4 separate regions of the Mus musculus genome follow, and all the other regions are linked to region 2. Evidence: chromatin contacts called from public ChIA-PET and promoter capture Hi-C data. All regions are on one chromosome and are shown on one strand. Each heading gives the region's core, a stretch centred on a gene start, on an enhancer-like site or on the middle of the called end of the contact. The rest is flanking DNA. Distances are from core to core; before and after follow the strand shown.

Region 1 (4,597 bases), core at 490-2,989, 520 kb before region 2:
GGAAAGACAAGCAGGCTGATTACCCCTTGGCCACGCACATTCAGGTGGTTGGTTTCGGAACTACTTTGTAATAACTTTTTACAAGCACCAGTCATTTTTTGAGAATCAGTTTGGTTTGTCCAAAGAAGTAAACACTTTTTTTCTTTTACTATGTGGCATTTTTCTTTCTTAAAAAACACTGAGCTAGCCGGGCGTGGTGGTGCACGCCTTTAATCCCAGCACTTTGGGAGGCAGAGGCAGGCGAATTTCTAAGTTCAAGGCCAGCCTGGTCTACAGAGTGAGTTCCAGGACAGCCAGGGCTATACAGAGAAACCCTGTCTTGAAAACAAAACAAAAAACACTGAGCTGAAACACAGACTGTGTCTTTGGATCAGAACCAAATCTTCTGAGATCCCCATTACCTGAAGAGCACTGAAGACGTCCTCGGGAAATCATAGGAAATGTTCCAGTGAACACCTGTGTAATGGCTAAGGCAGCTACTTTATTTCTGATGAAAGTATTTCATCCAGAGGCTGCTGGAGGCCTGTCTCTGACTTGGGACTGTTTCCCCAGGCAGCCTTATTACCAGAAGGAAATGGGATGTTTGTGCCAAAGAGGCGCTTATATTGTGTAAATACATTTATATAGAGTAAGACTCCTTGCTCCGGACCCTGGGTCACCACAAAGAGATTGAGAGGCCATGAAAATTGGATGCTAACAGGAAGTAGCACACTTACACTTATAGCATCATCTGGAGGCAAGCGGAAAGAAAGCTGGAAACTGGTAGTGGGGCTCACCCACTACTTGCTCTGGAAACACATTTTGCTTAAATAAGGGAAGTGTGGTCCAGTTTTGCAATGTTAATAGCTGCCAGTCTCTCATTTTTAAAAATAAAGATCACTTCCTGACCAGCAATGAGTTAGGAAACTGGCCTCAACTTTGATCACATTTCTCAGTATTGGTTAAAAATAAAGTAAAACCCTTAAACCAGTCAACAGAGTTAGAAACTGCACAATCAAGCTTGAATATAAATTACAGAATGGGATACATATTATTGACATGATTATGAAAGAATCAAACACCTCCACTGAGACAAAATTTTCTCCGCATTATTTCAATTTTCATTAAAGGAAACTGTAATTTTCTTCTTTACAGATATGAAAACGAAAGCAAGAAGGCAAAGCTGAGAGAGACAGATGCTACCCACAGGGCAGCGGTGCCATTTGGTTGTTTTGGTCTTTGTACCAGCAACTCCCACTCCTGTGAACGGTGTCCAGTGGTGTCCAGTTCCAGCTGGACTGCACGGTTTTCCTTGCAGTCAAAACGCGAACGATGGACCCCACTCCTCCCTCAGCAAGTGCCTTTTCATGCCACTGCAGCAACACAGCACTGCTGTTGTCAGATGGGCTCTCAGAGCCTTTATAAATACACTTCATTAGGAGGTCCACACCGTTCTTGTCCAGAGACTGAACTGCCTTTTCAATATCATTAGCTTTAAAAGAGATAAGCACCTTCAAGACGTAGCTGCCAGCACAGTCCTTCACTGCCTGGCTCTTTGTGTTAATAGTGGGGGGTGGGGGGGATTTCAGAGCAGCTGTCATGTTTCCTTGCGGTAGGCACGAGTCCACCTCGCCCTCGTCGGGCCCGGCCTGGCCATCGCCGCCGTCCTCCTCGTCCACGAACTTGTTCTCCTCATATTCGTCCACGTCCACCTTCCGGAAGCGGGCCGACGACACCGTGTTCTTCGGCATCCCGGATCGCGACGCGACGGGGGCCTGCCCCTCTGCGGTGCCTCTCCTTTAGCGAGCCTAGCCTGGTCCGACTCACTTCCCTCTTCCGCTCCTAAAACACATTCTTAAAGACTTTCATCCCCAACTCTCCACTGAAGCTGGTTTCAGTACTCAGGTTTTTCTAGAGCAACAGAACTGATAGAATACAACACACACACACACACACACACACACACACACACACACACACACACACTGATAGAATACAACACACACACAGACATATGATAGGAGATGTGTTGAATCAGCTTACAGGCATGTACAATTCATGGTCTGTGGGTCAAATGTAGCTCACACAAATTCGTATGGATGAAGCTCAACAAAAAATTGTGAGCTTATTTAAAACATTATGAGGATGTGTGTGTGTGTTTTAGCAGTTCAAAAAGTTCTACGGATTTATTACTAATCTAGCCAGTTTGTTCCTGCACTTAAGCATGCTCATGTCTCCAGACATGAGTACTTTGGCAGCCATTTGCTAGGATGGATGATCGTGATTCAGCACGGACAGCCGTGTACATGAATCCTGAGAGTAAGTGTAGCTCTACTCCAGTGTCTTGTCTTGGAGTTAGCCCTGATTTTGTTTTGAGTTTTCATTCTAGTCAATTAGAGAATGAGACCAGTTTTGCTTCTGTCTCTCCATCAGAAATAGTTTGGTTGTGGAAGTCTTATAGAAATATAAGGTGAGAAAGTTTGTCAGGTGTACAGCCCACAATGGTGGAGGCCTAATACAGGATGTATTGAATCAGCTTATAGTTGTGGATTTTTTTTTCTGGTAACTTGATTGTTCAGCTCTTGAGTGTAAACTTTGTAGATGACAGTGTCAAGCTGCAGTGTCAGAAGGTTGGGCACCCTTAGTGCTCATTGGAAGCTGGGTGATTCAGCAATGGTTGTCTGCACATCAGGACCCTGATAACCTCATGGCTTCTGTATCTAAGAAGCTGGAAGCTTCAGAACAAGGGGCTCAAAGATGCAGCCCAAGTGTAAGGTTAAAAGCCTGCAGGCTCCCTAAAGGCCTGCTGGTATGAATCATGTTGAAAAGTTGAAGCAGACGGGGTCTGATGTCCTTTGGTAATGACAGCAGCAAGAAGGATTTGCAGAGAAGGATGATGGAGTTTGTGGGAGCTGGGAGCTCCCTCCTCCCACTTCAGATCCCTCCAGGTCCCTAGCTTATTAAGATGGAGCTGCCTACATTCATGAGGGTCTTTCCTCACTCCGTTGCTATCACACATGTTAGTCATCTCTGGAAACAGACATTCGAAGACATGTGTCTCACTGGTCTCCCAACCATTTCTCAATCCAGTCAAGCTGCCAATGGAGATTAGCCAGCACATTACTTTACTCCCTACTGACCCTTGTGGCTAGATCCATCCGTCATCCAGTAGATGGGAAGGAGATCCCATCTTCCCCTGACTGCAGGTCTCAAGAGCATCTGCTGAGGGTGGTGGCTCTTCCTCAGGGACACTGCTGGCTTCCAGGATACTCATGCTGCTGGTTTTCCTTCTGCATCAAGGACATTCTCTCTCAGACCTTTTCCTGTCTGGATACCCCTACCCTAGTGATATCCTCCAGTCTTTATCCTCAAATTCATACCCACGGTGGTGCCTCTTCCCCTGAATATCCAACTCACCTACTCAGCGTGGTATTCAGAGTCCCCACATGAACATGGGACAAGAACCACTAAGACATACACCCAAACGAAATCCTGCTTTCTCCTCCACTGTACTGTGTGTGGATGCTGAAGACTTTCTGCCTCAGTAAAGGCTAACCATCTTCTCACAGCAGGTCAGATGCTGACAGGTCCAGACCATCTTAACTCTTCTCTCACCCAACCTACCAGGTTTGCCTTTTGCTTATATCCAGAACTTACCCCTCTCTCTCCATCACTGCTCTTCCCCATGTGCATTTTGTTCTCCTTTTTTGAGGCAAGGTGTCATTATGTAGCCTAGGTAACCCTCAAACTCATGATCCTCCTGCCTCAGCCTCCTGAGTGCTGTGATTTCAAGTATGTATGTATGTATGTATGTATGTATGTATGTATGGCATCATATCTTGTTTTACACAGAGATGGGGACTAAATGGAAGGCTTTGTGCTTGCTTGGGAAATGATCCACCAACTGAGCTACATCTACCCTCTGTAGCTCTGTTTTTACTTTGATTTTGCTAAGTTGCCCAGGCTGGCCTTGAACTTATGATCCTCCTGCCCCAACCTCCAGAGGAGCTGTGATTAAGAGCTGCAGCATTACCTTTTGTTTTAGGATAAAATGTTCTGTAGATATCTGTTAAATCCATTTGTTTCATAACTTCTGTTAGTTTCACTGTGTCCCTGTTTAGTTTCTGTTTCTATGATTTGTTCATTGATGAAAGTGGTGTGTTGAAGTCTCCCACTATTATTGTCCCCCAGAGCTCCTGTTTCTAGCTGCATATGTATCAGAAGATGGCCTAGTCAGCCACCATTGGAAAGAGAGGCCCATTGGACTTGCAAACTTTATATGCCTCAGTGCAGGGGAACGCCAGGGCCAAGAAGCAGGATGCGGAGGGGGAGGTATGGGGGCACTTTTGGGATAGCATTGGAAATGTAAATGAAGAAAATACCTAATTAAAAAAACTTTAAAAAAAAAAAAAAGACCTGCAGCACTACCATACTCTACTGTCTTGTCTCTTGCCCATTTTTAACTGTTCATTATTGATTCATATAGAATTCTGGTTCTGTAAGTCCGTTCCTGAGCAGAGGAGTGTCAACACTTTTTGTCTTTTCTTTGTCTTGCTGATGTTTCTATTATTCATTTATTTCCAGTCTCAGAGCTTGAGCTCATGGTCTTCCACATGAT
Region 2 (4,702 bases), core at 1,577-4,076:
TCCTCTGAGAGGACAGAGGGGACCAGGAGAATTTGTAGTGCTGTGATCTGAGGTTTGTTATAAACAACAGTGGTTAACTGAGTATGCAGAACTCACATGTGCTCACCGGAAATTGCCATGTGTTGATCTTACTTCTGTGTAAGCTGCAGGTGTCTGGGGAGGAACCCACATTAGCAGTTCCCTTTGTTAGTTGTGTCACTGTGGGTAGATGATAGCAATCTAAGATTGAGCCATCTATAAAAGTTGTATATATAGAGAATAAATTTTGATGAAAAAATGAATGATATTAAAAATATAGCACCAAAGGATAGTACATATTTTAAAAAAGATATTTCTTGTATAATTTAAAAATTCGCATCACGTCCATACCTTTCTTTTACCACAGGTCCGAGTTCTGTTTTCAAAGGGCCCTTTTATTGCCATTTTTGCAAGTGATCCACATATTATTATAAAGGCCATCAACCAGAACCTGAATAGTGTGCTTCGTGATTCAAATATAAATGGACATGACTATATGCGCAATATAGTTCATTTACCAGTTTTCCTTAATAGTCGTGGGCTTAGCAATGCAAGAAAATTTCTTGTAACTTCAGCAACAAATGGGGACATTTCGTGCTCAGAAGCAACAGGTAAGTATCAAGCCCTAGAGTGCTCAAGCTTGAAGGCAGCTTGTAGAAGGAGGGGTTTATTTAGCTATGCTCCAAAGGGATAAGAATTCAGCACCGTTATGGCGGGAAGCGTGGCAGTGGGGCTGGAGTAGCAAGCTGAGAGTTCCCATCTTACACTGCAAGTAGGAAACGGAGAGCAAACACAAAGGCATACATCTTCAAACTCTCAAAAGGCATCTCCAGGGACACACTTCCTGCAGCAAGCCTCATCCCCTAAGCCTCCCAAGCAGCAGCCTCAAGTGGGGCCCAGTGTTCAGACACAGGAGGCTCTGGGAGAAACTCATTTTAACCACCACAGTGCTGTCCCAATGCTTTCTTCCAGGAGTGCAGGAGGATGCTGACAGAAGAGTTTCACAGAACAGCCTTGGGGAGATGACAAAGCTTGGTAGCAAAACGGCCCTCAACAGAAGGGTAAGGTGCCATTCCTGCCGTTTAATGGTGTGATTGAATTTTCCTTAGAGTGTTGGGGTTGAGCCTTTCAAAGCCTTCCGCATGCTAGGCAAGTATTCTGCCACTTAGCTATATCCTGACTCTGATTTTTATTTTTTTAGCAGTCATTCAAATAAAATTAAGTTTGTGGCACCTAGTGTTCTTCTGTAAACAATGCCTAGTGTTCTCTGTAAACAACGCCTAGTGTACTCTGTAAACGCCTAGTGTTCTCTGTAATCAACGCCTAGTGTTCTCCTGTAAAGGCAAACACGAAGCTAAGCTCTTGAGGTCGGTGCGGAGCTCCCTTTCAGCGTCAGCTGCCTCAGAGCTGCCTGGAGGGTAAAGACCTTCATCAGGGAGGAGGCCCCCACCCCGCAGCCTCTTCCCAGATCACTGCTGACTCTGCACCTAAGTAGTAAGATTTCCTAGCCAGCAAATGATCGTGGCCTCACGTTCGTTCCTGAGCAGGTGCCGGCCCTACTTTTTTTTTTTTTTTTTAATCTCTTTAGGTTCTTTCTCTTTGCCCAATGTTTACAAGGTCTGGATTGTAGTCTCCACGCCCAGGTGTGATTCAGGGCCCTTCCCAGTCTCCCTGGGTTTCTGGTTCAGTGCTTCAGTCTCTCTGTCCACCCATCTTATTTGTAGAGCAAAACCAGGTGTATTTATTTAGGCTTGTAAAGTGGGAAGGTGTCCACAGGCAGGGGAGCTTTGCTGATAATGTCACTTACGGATGGCTGACGTGGGCTCATACTGGCATTGCCTGTTTTCTTGTTTGCTACCATCTGGACATTACTTTGGTTTTGTTTTGGTTTTGGTTTTGGTTTTGGTTTTTCGGGACAGGGTTTCTCTGTATAGCCCTGGCTGTCCTGGAACTCACTTTGTAGATCAGGCTGGCCTCAAACTCAGAAATCCACCTCCTGAGTGCTGGGATTAAAGGTGTGCACCACCACGCCCAGCTTTTTTTTTGGGGGGGGGGCATTACTTTTTAAACCTTGTGTCTTTGGCTTTGTGCCCACATGCTTTGCAGGATATGAATTCAGAGATAATATGAGTGACAAATGATAGCGCCAAGGTCAGGGGGGTGTGTGATGCTGCATGTTGGATTTCTCTCTTGGCAGCCCAGGTTCTTGGGGACCTATGGTTTCATCTACCTTTCCCATGCGTCAGGACTCGGGGGAGTGTTCTTCTCTTAGGAGTGGGATACCTTAGCCACTCCAGCCCACTCTACAGGGTGCCTTCAACTCTTTGAGGAAATGCCAGGGAAGTTAAGAGTGGCTGTGCCTGGGATAAAATCGTGTTACACTTTAAAACACCCTAAAAATAGAGATGCTGAATCCCTAGAACCATGAAGGAACTTACCTGCTTTATTGTTTTATGGCTCCTAGTACGAGGCTTTATGGAGCTTGACCGTGATTTTCTTTACAGAGTTCTGTGCACTTCTTATCTGAGACATTACGTTTTCTCTAACACATGGGATGCCTGCCTGCCAACTCTACTGAGTCATTGCTCTGGAAAGTGCCTCAGAAGTGACTGTACTTGACTAGCCTGCAATCTTTCTCTTTGGTTAATATTGTGAATTCTGCTTTTCTTACCCACTGAGTTGGCTCTGCAGTCTGTTTTGTTGGTCTTACCATAAGCGTGCATGTTAACTCTCAAGGATGGGTGTTTCTCACTGGTGCTGTTGTTTCAGGATACTTACCGCAGAAGGCAGATGCAGAGAACCATCACGAGGCAGATGTCCTTTGATCTCACAAAGCTGCTGGTTACTGAGGATTGGTTCAGTGACATCAGTCCACAAACCATGAGACGGTTACTCAATATTGTTTCGGTGACAGGTGACTTTTGTTTTTCAAGTTCTGTGACAGATAATAAGTTTTATTTTGTTTATATTGTTTTGAGATAGTAGGCATTGAACTCAGGGCTTGTGCAAGCTCTGTGAATGTTGTGCTATTGAGTTGCACCCCCAGACTCACCATAAGTTTTAACGTTAACAGAGCACTTTGAGTGTGAGCTGTGTTGGTAGTGGTAGATGATAGTAGTAACTTTTTTGTAATAGTACTTGACAATCTGATATCACTTGGGAATTTATCTTAAAAGTTCATCATTTTAAAGTTCTTTTACTTTATATTTAGGCTAAATTTATATAATTTATATAACTGAGCACATTAATATTTGTGCTGAAATTCAGATTTTTATATACTGCCATATTATTTCAGTTTTTCTATGATAATTTGAATAAAAATATTTGTAATACAATGGAGACTATTAGCTAGGCAGTGGTGGCCCACATCTTTAATCTCAACACTCTGGAGGCAGAGACAGGCATATCTTTGATCAGGTTCAAGGCAAGCTTGGTCTACAGAGTGAACTCTAGGTCAGCCAGAGCTAAACAGAGAAACCCTGTCTCGAACCTCCCAAGCCTGCCCCATTCCCCAAAAAGGAGCTTATTGCTATGACTGAATTCTTTGTGTGGACGCTGCTCTTCTGTATGTTAAGGCTAATTAGCATGAGAGCAGTCATAGACACACTTGCATTTTAACTTCTAGAATGTGTGTCTTTCCTTACATGGTATTGCTTGGTACCTTCTGGTGTTTCCTAGTGTTGACTCTGTCAATTGGAATTGCATTTTATACTAAGTTTAGGGCTCCTGACGTAAACTGTATTATAGGTGGGGGTCATACCTAAGATAACATTTTATAGTTATAAATCTCTTTAAATGAGACTTCAATCTTCCAATGCTGGTTCGACAGAGGAACTGTTTCCTGATATTATTGCTAACACCGACATTCTCACTTGACAATATGTCTTATCATCCTTCTTATGCCCAGAGTTGGTCTGGGCATGGTAGAAATTTAACAGGAAGTAAGATAGCACCCCTCCCACTCAAGCACCTCCCTTTCCCTGGAACTTCTCCTGGCTCTGCCCCTCCTGGCTCTGCCCCTGCCTTGGCCCTGCTTCTGTTCTCAGCAAAGCTCCTTGGTAGAGCACACTGCCCTCTCCCATGCTGTTCTTCCTCCAGTCCTCCCAGATTTCCCAAGACCCTTCTCAGGGCTTCAGCGAGGAGACTGCACTTGAGGTTCCCCAATGGCTCCTACAGGGAGCGTGCAGGGCCAGGGCTCCATCCTTATCTGGATGCCACAAGCAGCTGTAGCAATGGTTTCCCTCCTAACTGTTGCTAGTTAACACATTGTGTCCTCTTGCTCTTTAATATTAGGCTGCCCGTGACTACAGTTCTTGGAGCTCAACTTTGTATCTTGACCAGTTTTCATTAACATGGCCTGTCATGATTCTGAGCAGTGGGTTTTCTCAATTCTTTAGGTGTTTCCCTACCTATAAGCTTTTCCATGAGACCTTCCTGCATCTCAAACGAAACGATTCTGCCGCCTCCTTCCATGTTTCCTCCTACTCCATAGAACAGCTGTCTTCTGACACATACTGTCTTTGTCTGTCTGTTCTCTGGAAGGGGAGACCCTCATGCAAGGGTCTTTGTCTGATCTGCTTAACCGCAGTACCCACTTCAGCATCTGGAATAGATTGTGAATGAGTAAGAGACCTGAATGAAATTAGAACCACACTTCACATGGCTCTTTGAGAGAAGCATTCTG
Region 3 (4,204 bases), core at 466-2,965, 810 kb after region 2:
GAACCAACTCAGTGTAGACCAGAATATCCCTTACAACTCTGTCCACCAAGGTCTCAACTCCAAGTGGCTATCTAGCCATACATTGGTCAAGCAGGGTGGCATCAAGTCTTTGAAATCTATTATATGTGTAAGAATGATTTTTTTTTTTCGGGGAGGGGTTGGAGATGTAACTCAAAGAGTACTTGCCTATCATATATAATGCCCTGGGTTAGGTCCTCACAACTACAAAAACTGGGCATAGTGGTGTAAGCTTGAAATCCTAGCTCATTGGCTATGGAGAAAGGAAGGTGAGAAGTTTAGGGTCATCATTGAGTTGACAGACAGCCTGGGTTATATGAGATCTTTGCTCAGGACAAAAATACGAGAAGAAAGAAAGAACAAAGAGAGGGAGGAAAGAAAGAAGGAAAGGAGAGGAGAGAAGAGGAAAGGAGAGGAGAGGAACCTCTTATGCAGTCTTCCTGCGATGCCCTGGCTGGTCTGGAACTACTTACCATGTAAACCAGATTGGCCTTAGATTTGCAATAGTCCTCCTGCTTCAGTCCTTTGAATGCTGAGATCACAGGTGTGCGTCAATGAACATAGCTCTTATATCTGGTTAGCTTAGAGTCTTGACCTTTGACTTTTCAATGTGCCAAGCCAAACATGCATGCATACATGCACGCATGTACACAGATACACAGATACACACACTGCACTCATGTTCCATCCTACAGTCTGAGAGCATTCCATGTGAAGGAAGCCATGTGCTGGAGGGATGGCTGCTCTATTTTATTTTCTTCTCTAGATCACATGAGAAAATGCATTGAAATAATTTTTAAATTATAAAAATACTGTAGGTGTATCAAGTATGTCTATAAATGCACACATATTTCTACACAAGAATAAGTGCTGATCCCCTAGAATTCCTAATATCGTGTGCCTCCTATTAAAGACCTGGCATTTCTTAAGGGTTCTGATGGATAGGAATACAATGTATTATAAGTCATTAGTATATTCTGGTAATGTTTCATAGAAACAGACAGTCACACACATACATGCACACAGGCTACTGGTCCCTTTGGGGGATGTTTGCTCAAGAGTCTGAGCTTGGCTGGGCCCATGCTGTGTCTCAGGGCTGCCTTACACAGGTGCGAGTGTAGGCGGCAACTGATTTTCTAAGGGAGAAAATGATAAAGCAAGCAGGAAAAAAAATCAGAAAAACAACTTTGTTTGATCTTGGTTCCAAAATAATAGCTTGAGCAGAAGAGGGTGAAAGTGAGGTTCTTGGGTGGCTGAAGCGATGCTGGGAGAGGAGGAAGAGGGCCAGAGACACTAGAGAAGAATCTGAAGCAGAGGGAGGGCCTGGCAATGCCCACCTCTCATCATGACTTGGCCCGTGTTTGGCTCACAGAGTCTCATCACATGAACTAGCACGCATTAGCATGAGTGCAGAGCTGCCCTGAAAGATGGTAGGAATGTGCTTCTGCTCAATGGAGGCCCCAGGCCTCTGCTGCAGTCTTTTCTTTCACCTTTGTACTTTTGTGGCTCCAAACTGCAAGGAGTGGAGCTCAGCCACCGGTTTTTCCATTGGTGGCTCAGCTTCTGTGAGCTACGCAGCTAAAATCCACTTCTGTCTTGTTGTCAAACAGTAATCAGCTCCTGTGCTCGGCTGATGGGAGAGGCAGGAGAGGGCTGAAATGGGCTGTCCTCCTGGGAAAACGGGGTGGGGTGGGGGGTGGGATAAAATCCTTCCCAGGGCAGAATGTGAGAACACAGCCCAGGGCTTTCCATGACCTCTGAAAGCCTCTTCTGCCTGCAAACATTGAGCCCCAATCTCTAATCAATTAGCTAACTAGCTCCCCCTTTTGACATTTTCTTACAGATAAAAAGTGCACAGTGCCTTGGTGAAGCAGGGGGTGCTAAGCTAGGACATAAATCCCTGTCGTTGTTAGGAATCAAAATACAGGGATACAGTATAACCCATCTCCATGCAGTGTGCAGCAATCATCCTTTTAATGACACGTGATGTTTCAGAGCCATTTTTTTTTTAATTTACTTAGGGATATTTTGAAAGAGCCTGACAAGAAAAGGTGACAGACATCTAAAACACTAGTGAAAAGTCACTTCTGAAAGAATTAAAGTCAGCATGCATTTAATCACGGATACAAATAAGATCCCACCACACCCACCCAAGTCATTTATTTTACATACTGCTGACGTCCTTATATTATTTATTCTGAGTTTGAAATTTCATTTAATCTACTTTTTTTTTTTTTTTTTACTTTTATCTTCAGCCAGAAACAAAGAGCTAAGCCAGAATGACAAGAGATTTTTTTTTTCCCCATCACAAGCAGTCATGTTTGGTGTGCTTCTTCAGGCTAAGTTCAGAGCAAGCAGAGGTCACTGTGTGGTGTTCACATTTTAGAGGCCGAAAGGGGAGAAGAAGTAATCATGCCGAGGTGCTGTGACGAGGTCTCACACTCTCTGTAAGTCAGTTTCTAGTTGCATATTTGAATCATGAAGGGAATATTTTTAAATAAATCTTGGTGTTTGGCCTCAATCTTCAGGACTTTGTTATCTGAGGTCTAGCCTCATGTCAAAGTTCCAGAGCAGACACAAATACACGTCAAATACAAGTCCATCATTGGGGAACCATTTGCCAGCTCACTGCCTAATACTGCCCTCAGACCATCTTCTGGCTCTCATCATTTGCTCTGATCCTTGTTTTGCACCCACCTGGATCATCCTTGGCCTCCATGGCCTCATCTTTACATGTTGCTAGCACTGTGCTTGCTGTGGCTAGCAAGCCAGTGCAAGCATGTGATAGCATCTTCACCTTGATCCTTCACGGACATGGGAGTAAAGCCTCAGTTCTGTTGGGAAGGGCTACACTTTGTGCCAGAAACAACAAACATTGATTTCATCATATTTCTAGAAGCTGGAAGTCCATGGTCCACTGTGGGCAGGGCTGCTTTTGGAGCTAGTCTCCTTGGCTTCTAGCAGCTGCTCACCCAGTGTCTTTACATGGTCTTCCCTCTGGGAGACCACGTCCTCAGGTCATCCAATAATAAATGCAAGCACAGAGGATTCAAATGTATGCTAGGTAACTCATTTAAATTCTGAATTTATGTATGATGGCATGTTTCTATGTGTATGCACTAATGCATGCACACACAGGTATAAGTATGTGTGTGTATATAGGGACCAGAGGAAAACCTCAGAAATTGTCCCCCAGGTGCCATTCATCATATTTTGAGACAGGGTCTCATACTGGACTGAGGCTGACTGATTAGGCTAAACTGGCTGGCCATGGAGAGCCTATGAATCCTCCTATTTCCTGATTGTAGGTGTTACAAATGGATATTACCATCCTGGCTGTTTCAATTTTACCAATAAGTGCTGAGAACTGAGCTCTGATTTTCATGCTTGCAAAGGAATCTCTTTCCCAATAGAACCATACCCTATCCTTTGTCTTCTTAAAGGTCCTATCTTTATGACCACTCAGAGCCTCAAGCATTGAGAGTTAGAGACTGACCATGCAAACTCTGGGAGCAGAGTCATCCAGACAAAGGGGTTTTCGCACAGGCAGAGTGCACGTGCCCAGGGCAACTCTCTTAAACACATGCCTGGAAAATACAACGGAGAAATTGACTTGCCCATATTTCTCTGGACCATCTTCTTTAGATCGCTGAGTCAAATGATCAAATGAGAGCCCACTTCCCAGGCCACCCCTTCCTCTGAAGCTACAGCTTGCCTTCCATTCAGATGTTCCTCTCTGCACCACACTGCTTTTCTCCAGGGCCTTGGGAAGTGGGAAGTCCTCCTGCATACTTCTGGCAGGTAGAGTAAAGGCATCTGCTTCCTCTCTGGGTATGTTAAGGTAACATCATTTTTTTTTTCTTCAGATTCCCAGGCCCCATAAGGCCAAGGCTGCTGGATGAAACACGGGTGTCTTCGCATCAGTAGGAGATTAGTTTTTTTTTTTTTCTTTGTCTCACTCCCTGCATCTTTGGATTTTCATTTTTGCTCTTCTCCATGTTTGACTCTCAAAAGCTCATTGGTGTTTGTGCTTTGGAATTCTCCTTCTCCGTTCCCTATGCTATTGCCTTGGATAAAATCCAAGTTTTATTCCTAAAGGAAAGGGTTCTCAAAGATTTCATCTCTCAGTTTTCAAAACTTCCCAGGCTGATCCCAAATGGCATATTTCAGATGGCACCCTTGTCTG
Region 4 (4,048 bases), core at 1,305-3,804, 950 kb after region 2:
TGGACACCACAAAGGGAGGGAGAACCTTGTTCTTCTGCTTCATAAGCATAGGGAATCTAATCAGACAGGACACAGAGCACCTACACATAGAGAGGGGCTCAAAGATCAGACAAGTTTTGACCAGGCCATTCACTAGGTCCAGCATGGCCTCCTGTGGTGGATTTCTTGCTGTGTTACTGGCTCATGTGACAAAAGAGCATTCCCGATCTATCGTCATGGCCACCACCATTGTCATGGTCTTCTGTTCGTGTGCCAGGCAAGGTATGTAATTTCTATTCATTTTTTACAAAAGGTATTTGTCTTCCCAGTATGTGTGCAGATTGCTACGATGCACACTCAGTAGTCAGAGGACCACTTGCAGGAGTCGGTTCTCTCTTTCTAAGTTTGTGTCCCCTGATATCAAACTCATTAGACCTGACTGAAGGTACCTTTATCTACTGAGTCAACTCACCAACTTTCTCTTAACCCCCTGTGTGTGTGTGTGTGTGTGTGTGTGTGTGTGTGTGTGTATGTGTGTGTGTTTGTGTGTGTGTGAACATGAGTACAAGTAGAGGGTAACCCAAAGACTCTGCTCCCCCTAAATCTGGATTTACATACAAGTGGTTGTGAGCCATCTGACACGCGCTCTCACATCTATGCCTGGGTCCTCTGAAAGAGCAAGTACAGCCCCATTCTGTTTACTGTTGCAGGATGGAGACTTTCCAGAGAGGGAGGAGCTGACTCATGTTTTCCATTGGGGTTTTGTTTGATTTGTTTTGATTTTCAATTAATTAGAACATATTAAGTTTTAATATGGCATTTTAAAACAAAGTTTGTTATTGATATTCTCCTCCTTCTTCCAGCCTCATCTACCTCGGTAGTATCTCATTTCTTCTTTCACATTGTGTGTCTTAGCCTTCCCTACCTTCTTTCTGAGCCTCTCTTCCTTTTCCTGGCCCCTTTCTATCTTCTTATGTTTCATTTCAATGGAACGTCAGACTCACCTATCTTGTTCCATAATCTGACTACTTTGTATCACTACCCTGACGTATGAAGGCCAATATCAATGGGATGAAAAGCAGGAGCCAGATAATTTATTGTCTCAGAAGTATTATTACAGACACAGAAAGACATGTTTTCTACAGAAGGGTGTGGGAGGAACACAGTGGTTCCACAGCATCTTCAGAGTGGGTGATGCAGAGGTTACAGACCAGGGCGTCAATCTGTCCAGCTGTGAAGATACCATGAAGATCACTCTGAGGGACAATAAGTCTTGCCTGGTTAATTTTCCCAAGTGTGTAGACATAAAGTGTAGAGAATAACCTAGCAGCCAGGCTGATGTCTGTATGGACAGGAGATGTCCCTTAACATTTGAAGACAACTGTGGCCTCTCAGGTCCATGACTGGATCTAACCTTAACACAAGTGTCCACATTTTTGTTGAATAGTCAGCTTTCTATTACTGCATCAAGATATTTAAGATTAATGTACTTTCTGAGAAGGGGGGAGTTGGCTCCTGGTTTCAGTCCATGATAGTTGGAGCTGTTGCTTTGGGGCTATGATGACAGGGGGCAGTACAGCATGACAGGAAGCTGCTCCTGTGGTGACTGACATGCAGAAAAGAGATGTTGAGAGACCAGAAGACCATCTCCCAGCCCCACACTGAAGCTTTCACCACTTCCTGTCATCTCCATATCAGGAACCAAGTTTGCAATGTGGAAGCCTGCAGGGGATGCTTCACATCTGAATTACAGCATTCCCATACCCAGCTTCCTTCACTGTTCAAACATCACAGGAGACATACCTCCCAGAGACGCTGTGGAGTTTAAAGGTGTGTGTGTCTGTGTGTGTGTGTCCATCTGACAAATACAAGAGATAGCATACCACAAATGGCAGCAAGAGTATATCAAGTGGGATAGATGAAGGATTAGGAGGAATCAAACATGTAATGGAGAATTCAGAAAGACAAGAGCTATTGGGGATGGACTATTCAAAGGGAATGAAGCTTATCCTAGATTCTCCATTCATCTTCTCTTCTTGAACAAGAGTCTTTATACACATGAGGGCATATCTTCATGTAGTGTGGTAGGAATGAGGAAAACAAAGGGAACCTTCTCCCTCTTGGAGCAAGGGATATGTGCATCTCTTCCCCCAAACCCAGCTGGTCCCTTCTGCTCCTCCTAAGCCTGATCCCTCCAGGTGGTACCATGAAAAAGGCTAGGCTTGGTAAGGCGAGGGGTTAAGCATTTGGGTGATGAATTCAGCTACTTAGACTCTGGATTTGTAGAATGAGTGGAGGCTAGAAAGTTCTAGATGGAGAGCATGCTATAATTCTAAGTGGACAGAACAAACTGAAGTGTTCTCTTGTGTTCCTGAGCTTGTGACTGTAAAAGGATCACACACATACACACACACACACACACACACATACTCCTCCCCCCACCCCACACACACAATTTTACATCGAATGAAACTGGAGCTAGTGGTCTGAATGAGTTCCCCATCCCCACCCATGAGCTGTAGGGAGCAGATGCAGGCACCCTGCACTCCTCTCAACAAGTGTGTTGCACCTGGGGCTGCAGGCAACCTGCACCCTGCACCCCTCCTCAGGTTGGCTGCACGTGGAACTGCGTAGGTGTGTTTTTCCCCACTTGTTGATTTGGTTACTAAAAAGAACTTTTGATGGAGACCACATCCTTTGACTGAGTATCAGGAAAGTTTATTAAAAGTGGTTCAGAGAACACAATAAAAACCCAGACTATCTGATTTGACTGTGTTTGCCCAGCTCCTTTCTCTGACACTAGGTTATAAACACACCTCCGCAATCAGCTGTACTTTCCCTCTTGAAAGGACATTTCAGAAAGTGTGGTAAGAGAGCAAGCAGGCCTTGCTGTGACAAACCAGAACATGAGAAAATTCTTTACTGTAGACAGTTCCCATTTGCAGTACCCGAAAGTATGCTCACCACTGGTCACACACTCTCTACACATGGTCCAGGCTCTGCCAGCTCCCAGGAATATGTCCATCAAAGGGAGCAAGTAGCTTCCAAAATGCCCTTGCCTTTAGTCCAGATGTCCTTAATAAAGGCAGGCAGGTGACCCACAGGGTCACTATCCATCTACTTCTTCTCTGACTTAATCATCTTCTCTCTCTGTTGTTAATTTGAATGCAATTTCTCTTGAATTGTTTTGCTCACATTCAAAAACCTGAGGATGGAGATCCCCCTTGGCCTCAGAGAATCTCTATAACCTCTGACCTCTACCCCTGAAACAACCCTGTTACCTGTTATAGCCATTCAACTCTTGCCTTTCTCAGTCAGTGATAGGAGTCAGATGGCATCTGAGAATATGTCTGTACCACTGTGTGTGTGTGTGTGTGTGTGTGTGTGTGTGTGTGTGTAACTGTCTGTCTGTCTGTAGGCTGATGTGTACATGTGTTTGCAGAATGTGAGAGTATACATATGTGTATATGTATATTCTTCTGTGGAGTGTAAATGGACAGTTGGAGGTCAAATACAATCTTGAGAGTCAGTTCTAATTATCCACTTTGTTCGAGGCAATATCTCTTTCTTCTTTACTACTGTGGATGCCAGAACAGCTGATTTGTGAATTTCTAGGAGTCCTCCTGTTTCCCCATATGAACATTGGGACTGTAAATGTGATACTTCACTTGGCTTTATGTGGGCATTTGAGATTTGAATTCAAGTTTTCACCCTTGCATGCCATGTACACTATTCACCAGGTCATCTCTACCACCCTATCTGAGACCATTTATATCTTATTTATTCATGTGTCACTGACAGAAAACAAACCCATGGCAAATATACCAGTGTCTGTAATGAAGAATATAGAAGTGAATCCACAGAGGAAAAGTTTCTGTACCCAGAAAACTTAGCCTTTAGGAAAGAGAATGAAAATAACAACCAGGCCTTACAAAGATCATATGCCCCAGTACAGGGGAATGCCAGGGCCAGGAAGTAAGATTGGGTGGGTTGGGAATCAGGGTGTGGGGAGGGTATAGGGGGCATTGGGGATAGCATTTGAAATGTAAATGAAGAAAATATCTAAAAA

The links. ChIA-PET counts read pairs in DNA pulled down with a chosen protein or histone mark. Capture Hi-C pulls out chosen DNA fragments and counts their contacts.
Region 1: a contact with region 2 is called in an RNA polymerase II ChIA-PET map of memory CD8 T cells, with 5 read pairs. The contact joins two enhancer-like sites. A contact is called at or near these places in 1 of 39 promoter capture datasets (erythroid cells), 1 of 115 datasets of contacts at active chromatin or transcription factors (memory CD8 T cells) and 1 of 9 other capture datasets (adipose tissue).
Region 3: a contact with region 2 is called in a promoter capture Hi-C map of liver, with 3 times the contacts expected there. The contact joins two enhancer-like sites. A contact is called at or near these places in 1 of 15 datasets of contacts at CTCF or cohesin (stem cell-derived epiblast-like cells) and 1 of 9 other capture datasets (liver).
Region 4: an RNA polymerase II ChIA-PET map of memory CD8 T cells shows a contact between it and region 2, with 13 read pairs. The contact joins two enhancer-like sites. A contact is called at or near these places in 1 of 15 datasets of contacts at CTCF or cohesin (large pre-B cells) and 1 of 115 datasets of contacts at active chromatin or transcription factors (memory CD8 T cells).

Annotation. Positions count from the first base shown.
Region 1 is chr12:24,491,927-24,496,523 of GRCm38.p6, forward strand. It overlaps the pseudogene Gm16372. Among named protein-coding and RNA genes, the nearest start is that of Taf1b, 4.4 kb to the right of the region's middle. Within about 2 kb of position 1,740, at least 53 of the 459 cell types and tissues checked have an H3K27ac peak or open chromatin away from gene starts, as enhancers often do. A contact at or near this core is called in memory CD8 T cells, where this site is marked.
Region 2 is chr12:25,010,510-25,015,211 of GRCm38.p6, forward strand. It overlaps Kidins220 (kinase D-interacting substrate 220), which reads left to right. Exons shown (of 32, transcript NM_001081378.1): 19 at 386-629; 20 at 991-1,079; 21 at 2,788-2,932. Among named protein-coding and RNA genes, the nearest start is that of Gm36236, 37 kb to the left of the region's middle. Within about 2 kb of position 2,827, at least 89 of the 459 cell types and tissues checked have an H3K27ac peak or open chromatin away from gene starts, as enhancers often do. A contact at or near this core is called in liver and memory CD8 T cells, where this site is marked.
Region 3 is chr12:25,825,281-25,829,484 of GRCm38.p6, forward strand. No RefSeq gene overlaps it. Among named protein-coding and RNA genes, the nearest start is that of Gm29835, 150 kb to the right of the region's middle. Within about 2 kb of position 1,716, at least 3 of the 459 cell types and tissues checked have an H3K27ac peak or open chromatin away from gene starts, as enhancers often do. A contact at or near this core is called in liver, where this site is marked.
Region 4 is chr12:25,956,142-25,960,189 of GRCm38.p6, forward strand. No RefSeq gene overlaps it. Among named protein-coding and RNA genes, the nearest start is that of Gm29835, 21 kb to the right of the region's middle. Within about 2 kb of position 2,555, at least 24 of the 459 cell types and tissues checked have an H3K27ac peak or open chromatin away from gene starts, as enhancers often do. A contact at or near this core is called in memory CD8 T cells, where this site is marked.